Linked DNA regions of Gossypium arboreum: region 2 is linked to region 1. A link is a contact called in public Hi-C data. All regions are on one chromosome and are shown on one strand. The core of a region is the stretch at or near the end of the contact, and the rest is flanking DNA. Distances in the headings are between cores, read along the strand shown.

Region 1 (5,141 bases), core at 1,779-4,278:
AATTTCAGACTCGTCTTCAGACTCTTCAGAAGGAGAAGGTATGGATTTTACTGTAAAAACATTTCAAATAACTATCATTATACCTATATCCTTTCTGCATAACATGCAGGAGAAGATATGGGCGCTATACATAGCTCATATTGGGTGCAAGGTTCATATGCTTTTCGGGATCATAACTTTGAACTTAATTCTTTGAATGGATTTGAATAAAATCTTTAAAATTCATTCTAGATTTTGATGATATAAGCATTTCATTTTCCTTTGCAGTCTGATCGCCTTCATAAGGTTTTGGAATACGTAAATGAGGTTCATTTGCTTTGTGGGGTACTAGGGTTGGATTTTGCCCAGACCGTAAGTGATGTGCATCCGAGCTTGCAAAGGGCTAACCAGGAACAATCAACGAATATTAGCAATGGTACATTTGAAGGCTTAGAGCAGACCATTAACAAGCTCAAATCTGAAAGAAGAATTCGAATGCAGAAGGTGTTCGATACCCCTCCCTAGCTTTCATTTGATTTTTCTTGTGAAAATTTTGAATCCAAACCCTGTTTTCGAAATGCAGTTGAAGGATATTGCAGGTCAACTATTTGAACTCTGGAACTTGATGGATTCACCTCAAGCTGAGAAGAATATTTTTTCAAGGGCCACTTCTATTCTTAGGTTATCGGAACCTGAAGTTACTGAACCTGGTGTTCTTTCAACTGAGATGATTGAGCAGGTTTGAGCTACACCAATCTGGTTTTTTCCTAATTACTGGAATATCGGTGCTCAAACTTTTGGTATTTTCGACAGGCATCAGCAGAAGTGGAAAGGCTCACCAAATTGAAAGCTAGCAGAATGAAAGAACTCGTCTTGAAAAGGAGATCGGAGTTGGAAGATATTTGCAGAATGACTCATATTAAGCCTGATGCTAGTACTTCTGTTGAGAAATCTAATGCATTGATTGATTCTGGTATTTTTCTTGTGTTTCCTTGCCACAATGTCTTGCTGTTAGACAAACTGTTATTGATTCTATTTTCAGCTGACATAGTTAATGATGCATATTGCTAATGTTGTTCAGGTCTAGTAGACCCTTCTGAACTCTTAGCAAATATTGAAGCACAGATAACTAAAGTTAAAGATGAAGCTCTGAGTCGAAAAGAAATAATGGATAGAATAGATCGATGGCTTTTGGCTTGTGAAGAAGAAAATTGGCTTGAAGACTACAATCAAGTAAGCAAGCATTGTGTGTGTCTCATGTGTTTTCCCTATCTTAGTTTCTCTCTTCAATATTGCTTGTGTACTATTCCGTGAGTCAAAATGAGTACATCTGATTCACCTTGTCTATATAAAATTTTAATTCATTAGTTGTTAACTTCATTTTGAATCTCAGGATGAAAACCGGTACAATGCAGGGAGAGGTGCACATATTAACCTTAAGCGTGCAGAAAAAGCTCGAATAACAATAACCAAAATTCCGGGTATTTATTCTTCTTATTCATCCAACTGTCTCTGATGGATATGTTTGTATTGTTGAGCTAAATAGTGGTACCCTTTGCAGCAATTGTGGATAATCTGATCAACAGAACGTTAGCTTGGGAAGAAGAAAAAAGGGCATTGTTTCTATATGATGGGGTCAGTAATTCTGTGAACTTGCATAATCATTGTCGTTTGGAATTGTTTCTGAATAAGCTTGTTCCTAAACATGACATACTTGTATGCATATAGGAGCGACTGGTGTCGATACTGGAGGACTACAAGCTGACAAGGAAACAAAGAGAGGAGGAAAAGAAGAGATGCAGGGTAATTTTAATATGTTTTTTTGCTTGTGCAAATATTGTTGCCGAGTTATCTGAACCTTTTAGCCCTTTGGTACCTTGTCCATTTTCCTTTCTTTTCTCATCTCCTTTTTAACTTGTTAAAGCGACTTTTTATATAATGAATGGCATTTCCAAGCAGGTCATATATTGAATGTGTGCATTGATCTCTACGACTTATTTCCAAGCAGGTCATATATTGAATGTGTGCATTGATCTCTACGACTTACACATGCATAAAACCAATATCTTTTCTATTCATTTTTCAGGACCAAAAGAAGATTCAAGATCTGCTCCTGACAGAGAGAGAAGCCATTTATGGGTCAAAACCTAGTCCAAGGAAAAGTAACAGCTTCAGAAAGACAAACGGTTATCGAGCAAATGGAAATGGATCCATGACTCCCAGTACACCTCGTCGGAACTCGGTGGGTGGAGCAACTCCCGAGCTACTTACACCACGTTCATACTCGGGGCGCCAAAATGGCTACTTCAAGGAAATGAGAAGGTTGTCTACAGCACCTATAAACTTTGTGGCCATATCAAAGGAAGATACAGTATCTACATACACTTCAGTATGTGATTCGGAGCTCGGGTCTCCACCACATAGCTGAAGTTTAGAAATCCAGAAGTGGTATGTTTTACCTACGACATTGAACCTCTTCTGTTAATGTTGTTCACACGCTTAAAACAATTTTTGTTCAATCACAGGAAGAGGATAGGATCATATAGTTGCAATAAGTGTAGACTGGATTAATTGAAGCAGAACCGTGTGTTGTGAATATACGAAAGAAAGAGTATGGATAGATTAGTGTACGGATTGTGAATTGGTAGGAGTCGGACAGGTGACTGACTTGTGGGCGTTCGCATGGAAATGATGTTATTTGCCATTGCGGAGAGGGAGAAATGAAGAAACCAGTTTGAAAATTGTGTTTTAACTTGTTTTTGTTGTGTGGTGTTACATGTTGTACTGATAATATTGATAGTACTAGTATTACTGGATTTTTTTGCTTGAATGTATTGAATGTACGTATACATGCTTGAATGTATGTTTGCAATGTATATACTTGTACTCTAGTATGATCATCATTATATTATCATCCTTGTTTGTTTAAAATTTCTAATGTCAAGTAAGCATTTTTAACACCACTTCCTCAATTTCATAATTCATGTATACGCAGTTGAAATTTAACTTTCTTTTATTGTATAACACCGATTCTAGCAAGTTGCCAACCAGATAATTCACATTCAAGTGTTTTTTATTTTTATTTTTAACATCTAATCATGGTATATGAAATTAGCCATTTGTTCCCAAAATAGAAATGCGTCAAGAGAAACAACTATAAACTTGTCCGAAGATATATGCTAACAAATGGCAAATACAGGCAGACATGGCTAAATCACAGCTTAGTTTTCTATCCAGTCATAGGCCGTCGGTTTTGGGTTTGTTGAAGCAAAATTTTGTATTAAGAAAAAAACAAAAACAAAAAGAGGGGCTTCAAGACCACCTCTGACAAACCCGCTGCTTTGTAAGGGCGACGGAGGGTTGAGGTCGAAGAAACATGAAGCTATGGAAGAGGGCCGTTGGTGCTGTCAAAGATAAGAACAGCATAGTGGTGGTCTATGTTTCCAGAAGGAATTCCTTTAGGAACCCTGAACTTGAGGCTGCCATTATAAAGGCCACAAGTCACGATGAATTACTCATTGATAAAAGGAGTGCGCAGGTTGTGTTTTCGTGGATTCGAGCGTCGCCCGTTAGCCTAGGTCCTCTTATATGGGCCTTGTCTAGGAGGATGGAGAAGACTCGGAGTTGGGTGGTGGCCATTAAAGGGTTGATGCTCATGCATGGCATTTTCCATTGCAAGGCACCAGTGGTTCAAATGATGCAGCGTTTACCCTTTGATCTTTCCACTTTCAGCGATGGACATTCCAAGCCCAGCAAAACCTGGGGTTTCAATAGTATCATCCGTGAGTACTTTGCGTTTCTAGATCAAAGAGCTGCCATTTTTTTGGAGCAAGATAATCAGAACAACAACAACAAAGTCGAGGAACGTTCGTTGTTGGTGCAACAGCTTTTGAAATTGGAGAAATGGCAATCTTTGCTTGATTTGTTGCTTCACATTAGGCCTCGAGCGGAGAATATGAAGGTTAGGTTGATTATGGAAGCCATGGATTGTGTGATCATTGAGATATATGATGTTTACAGCATAATCTGCAACGAGATTGCCAAGATTTCGTTGAAAATATATTCCGTAACCAAACATGAAGCGGCAATGGCGCTTAGGGTTCTTCAAAAGGCAATGAAACAGAGTGAAGAGCTTTCTCTCTTCTTCGAGTTCTGCAAGGAATATGGCGTCCTAAACTCCACCGAACTCCCCACCGTTACTCGGATCCCTGAAGAAGATGTTGAAGAACTTGAGAGGATAATGAATGGGGTTTCAGTTCCAGAGAAGACGATCAATTACAAGGAGGGTTTCGAGGAAATGAACCAAATGGAAATGACAGCAGTTGTGGAAGAAGACACAAGGGGAACTTTGAGGACGATAATTACAGACAAATGGGTGGTTTTCGATGAAAACGATGAAAAACAGTATGGTTTCTCTAATGAAACCAAAATTGTTGCAGAAGATGACGCTGGTAAAGATCATCTACTACTTCCTCTTGTACCCATTAACAATGTACCTGTTTATAATCCTTATGAACTTCCAGATTTAATTAGTTTTTAGCAGTTGGAACATTCCTTCATTTGGTTTCTCGCTTTGGTCTCAACAGGATTCAATCAATTCTTTTTGGATTACTTTATTGTAAAGAAAAAAAAGGGTGTGATCCGGATTGTTCCTTCTCTATATTTGTCCCCATTTGATATCATTCTCTCAACTTCCCCATTATCTGTGATGTTTTTGGATAGTACGACTAGGGGGGATTCACCGTCCAAGCTTAAGGTGTGTTCCATATGACATCGAATTTTTTTTTAAATAGTAATCTTATCTATATAATAAATGGATCAACAGAGAAAAAGTCACTACCACAAGTTGGTGGTGAAACCGGTAGCCGACCAACGGCCATCAACAATTAAACTACTGATAAGTTATCTTTCTTCAGTTGTTAATGATAATTTACAGATAATTGCCAAGCAATCCCCTTCTAAAACAATATCCCTTAACCCCATGTCATAGGGAGCGGAAAGTCGCCTGAGCTTTCGCCACAAAGGGAGATTTGATGTGAGCAAGGCGTTCAACGTAAGCTCTCATGCACATACTTTGGGCATCTCTAATTAGAATCCCAAGCTAGCATCACCAACTGTGTGGTAGAAACTAGCATAAAAGTTAACCTTGCAAATCCCAAGAG
Region 2 (4,542 bases), core at 236-2,735, 830 kb before region 1:
CATTCAGCCAAAAGTGGCTTTTAAAGTTGATTATAACCCTATTTTTATGACCAAAATGCCTCTAAACGTCTTTTATTTTATTGGTGCTTTAGGTGGATAAAAACTACACCTAATGTCATTTTTTTGTTCCCTTCAAACAATGATGTTGCAATACCTATGCTTGTGGCATGGTTTCCACTCAATTTTGGGTCACCAACATGCTCCTGCAGCATTCAATCACTCATTAGGGTCCAAATGGTGCCCTTGGCCAATTTAGGTCTCATAATAGGACAAAATAAGCATAAAATGCATGAAGAGCTTATTAAAGCTAAAGAACGAAAAATAAATGAAAACCATGAAAAAGACATTAAAATTACTTGAGAATAAACTCATTAAGAGTGCCGATGAGCCTAATTTGACATATCAAATTACAACAGATTAATCTTACACGTGGTGAAAGCGAATCCTAAAATTCGTGTGTTTGTTACTAATATCCGCAATAAATATGATTACATTATACCTTATTACAAAGCATGGGTTGCAAAACAGAAAGTAATAGCAAAAATACATAACGAATAGGATAAATCATATAATGATCTAGGACAATGGTTAAACATACTAAATCTATAAATCTCAACAACCATCATAAAAAATATTCCATAAGATCATGGTTTCATGGATGAATCTTTCCTCAAATTGTTTCCATTAAGTATCAATGTTGATTTTTTTTTACAAACATGCACCGAAAAAAATAAATTATCATTATTTTTGCTTTTTCTTTGAAACCTGGAAAATCCTGTGGAGATCATTTTCAAGACTTTTGATCAAACGTGTGAATTCTACAAATGTTCCACTTTATTTCTTCTCAATAATCCAATGATGGATTAGGGTTTTTTTTTAAACCATATCATTTTTGAAATGTTAGTAAAATAAGATGAATGTAATTTGTGTTGTTGAGGGATTATCCGAATTCGTTAACAACAAATTGTTTTTGGAACATTTATTTTTCATTTCATCAGTATATTCAACACTACTCTATTATATTAATTAATACATTAAATGGATGAATGGTTTTAGGGTTTAATTAATTTCTAAAAGAGTTTAGTGGTTGCCTCCACCCTTAAATCTAAAAATTAAATGAAAATATATACTTTGAATCACATGTTATGTCTTAATGATTAAGGGTATTTATTATATCAAATGTGATTTGAATTTGAATCAATTCAATTTTACTTTCTTCTTATAAATCAAAAAATTAAAATAAAAAATATTTTATATATAAAACATCAAAATAAATCTTTAACCATAAAATTTTAATATCCTTCAATTTGCGAATTATCAATAAAAAACAAAATATTGTGCATATGTGATTCAGCTTCAGTTTGGTGGCTTCTTCACACATTGTATACGTTCTTAAACCACTTTATTTAAATCTCAAAATATACATATAAATCTTTGAAAAATAAAAAAAGTTTGGACTCTATTTAAGCCCATCCACATGCGTAAGGAAGAAGCAATTTTTTTAGTTTTGTTTTTCCTTTTTCAACTTAAAATAATGAAAAAAAATCAAACCCTAGATGTGTTTTTATTTTAAAAAAATTGAGCATTGACACTCCCCATCTTCACGTCACACTTTTCTTTTACTGTAACTTCACACGCCCATCACACAACAAAAAAAGAGCATTGCAAAGACTTAGCTTCCAGATCTGACTAAACTAGACCACCATTTTCTCCTTAGTTTTTTTTCTCATTCTAAATATTTTATTAGATCCAATTGGAATCGAAGATTAAAACTCTATTGCTAAATTTTCTTTCACTCAATTCTATCTTATTTTAAATTAATTTTTAGTGTTGGTTGGATTTTGTGGGATTTGAATTAGTTAGATCTGAATTGGGGTATTTTAAATTTCTTTTTCCTCGATTGGTTAGGGAGTTTTTCTCAATGGCAATGCCATCGGGAAATGTAGTTTCATCTGATAAAATGCAGTTTGCTGCTCCTCCAGCTGCAGGAGCTGGCGGCGGCGGAGGTGGAGCTGCTGGAGGTGAGATCCACCAGCACCATCCTCGGCAATGGTTCCCCGATGAGCGTGATGGCTTCATCTATTGGTTGCGAGGGGAATTCGCCGCCGCCAATGCTATGATTGACTCTCTTTGTCAACATTTGCGTGAGGTTGGAGAAGTAGGGGAGTATGAAGCCGTGATTGCTTGCATTCAACAAAGGAGATCTAATTGGAACCCCGTGCTTCATATGCAGCAGTACTTTTCTGTTGCTGAGGTCTCCTACGCGCTTCAACAGGTCTCCTGGAGAAGGAGACAAAGGCCGTATGATCAAGGGAAACTTGGGGGAAAAGAGTACAAAAGATCTGGCTTTGGGTTTAAGGGGCATAGGTTAGAGGTGGCTAAAGAAATGCAGAATTCTGGCGTGGATAATGATGCGAATTTGACTGTTAACACAATTTCAGACAGAAACGATAGGAAGACTGAGAAATGTGATGACAATAAATCGTGTGGGGAGAATAAAGTTTCAGCAGTCTCGGAGGATATAAAAGGTAACTTTTGGTTTATGTTTCTTTCTTTATCTTTTTTATTTACGTTGTGTGAACATTAAAATTTTCAGTTAATGTTACCTTGTATTCTGTATCTTTTTATGTTTGGTTTTTGGTTTCTGATTGGGATGATTGAAAGTTGTATTTCTAAATGGGATTTTGGGTGTTGATTTTGCTGACTTATCAACTATTTCCTTGATTAAAAAGCTTGGTGTTGCCATATGCATGTTTCTTTCTTGGATTAGACATATTATCCCAAACAAGAAATTGTTTATTTAATGTTTAAAACGAGCTTTTTCTTATTTGGAAATTGCTATCAGGTTCTCTATTTCCCGCTTTGACCTTAATATGTATATACCTACCTAATTGAAAGTTGCACTATTTGTTTGCAAGTGGATTTATAAAGGCAGGTACTTTTTACATCTGAGAGTGGCATCGTGGGAGATGGGTGAAAACAAAATAAGAGGCATGCATTTAATAGCTAGTCTGTGCTCTGTTTTGTGTTTGTGTGTGTGTTTATTGAAATAATATATGCTTGTGGTAAATGATACTATGAAATGTATGGTTAGTAACTTAGTACTTGGATATAATAAGTTATTTCTATGTTCAATATAAACCAAAAATTAATTGAATGGCATAGGTTAAAAACCTCATCAACTCCTTGCTGTTCTAGAAAAAATCATACCTACACCCACTTGAGAGATGGGTGAAAGAAAAATAAGAGATGTGCATTTGATAACTATTCCGCGCTTTGTTGTTTTTCTTTCATATGGTTTATTATGGTAAATGATAATGTGATATGCATAATTAGTAACTTTGTACATGGATATAATAAGATATTTTTATGCCTAATATAAACCCGAAGTTAGAATAGGATAAATTAAAACCACATCAATCCTCTCTGTTCAAGAAAAATCAAACCTTACACCCACTTGACTTCACCCTCCAGGTAACACCTCTCCCTCCAATAGTGATCGACTATTTCCTAGTTGATATCCATGGCCAGCTCCCAAGAAAAGAACAACAGTTAGAAGAAAGGCCGGATTTGAAAATGGCCATATCATACTTCAAGAATCTAATATGTTTTTCACCCAGATCCATTGGACCTCAGTCTAGAGCACCTTTTCTGGTAGAAAACTTCCATTTATATAGAAGTCACAAGATAAGGTTCATATAAAATTTGCTATTAGTTATATGTGCGCATGTCAGGGTGTACTTGATGCGATAAATAACTTAGAAGTTTCATATTGTGTAGAATATTTATTTGACATTCTTTTATCTTCAGAGGAATCCCAATAGGAACTTGACAAATTTCATTAGAAATGTGTTCTGGATGGGGTTTAATGTTACAGGTATCCCAATAGGCAGTCATTCTGGTTTAACTTTATGTTCCAGGTATTTTTTATTTGCTCTTAATGAAGGTTTTTTGGATACAATTTCAAGCTTTTCTTAGCCATAGCACATTGGATAATAATTAATGTTCAAAAGAAAATTAGTTGACACCCATTAATTGTAATTATGTATTGTTCTTGACAATCTATGTTCTGCGATTTACATTCCCTTTTTTGGGCTTTGAACCCAGATGCTGCTTCTAAGTCTCAAGCTGATAGCAGCTTAAAAAAGTCAGGGAGTTCGGTAGGAACTATACCTGGAAACACGGAACCTGGAACCGAGGAAGTAAATGGTGGCTGCACATCCAGCTGTAAAGGTACATCCTTTTACTCTGGTGATTTGTTGCTTTTTGCACTTAGAACGTCTTGAAAGTTGAAGCTGCACTATGTATGATATCAGTTGCTTTAGTTTTTATGTGCACCAGATTCCTTTGTTTTTGGGCATACACTTGAACTTACCCAAATTGATCTACTTATCTATTTAAAGAAAAAAATTTCCTCTGTTTCCTGTTTAGCTTGGAAAGTTGAGAATAAACTGGGTAGGGCATTTAGTTGTTGCACCTTTAGTGCAACTGCTGCACCATATGATGAACCAAGTCATTTTGATTGCTTTGAATAATTCCTTA

The links. Hi-C and Micro-C count contacts between places; a contact is called where the count stands out from the background.
Region 2: a contact with region 1 is called in a Hi-C map of leaf, with 6 times the contacts expected there. The contact joins the promoter of LOC108464911 here to the promoter of LOC108477993 in region 1. A contact is called at or near these places in 2 of 5 Hi-C or Micro-C datasets (both in leaf).

Annotation. Positions count from the first base shown.
Region 1 is chr3:36,972,179-36,977,319 of ASM2569848v2, reverse strand. It overlaps LOC108477993 (putative clathrin assembly protein At1g25240), which reads left to right and starts at 3,028. Exons shown (of 1, transcript XM_053025654.1): 1 at 3,028-4,792. The coding sequence starts at 3,356. The coding sequence ends at 4,519. It overlaps LOC108479534 (65-kDa microtubule-associated protein 6-like), which reads left to right. Exons shown (of 12, transcript XM_017782200.2): 3 at 1-38; 4 at 268-483; 5 at 563-718; 6 at 793-952; 7 at 1,061-1,212; 8 at 1,373-1,460; 9 at 1,541-1,614; 10 at 1,708-1,782; 11 at 2,066-2,427; 12 at 2,505-2,910. The coding sequence ends at 2,407.
Region 2 is chr3:37,797,044-37,801,585 of ASM2569848v2, reverse strand. LOC108464911 (RNA demethylase ALKBH10B) reads left to right here and starts at 1,485. Exons shown (of 8, transcript XM_017765196.2): 1 at 1,485-2,528; 2 at 4,108-4,233. The coding sequence starts at 1,922.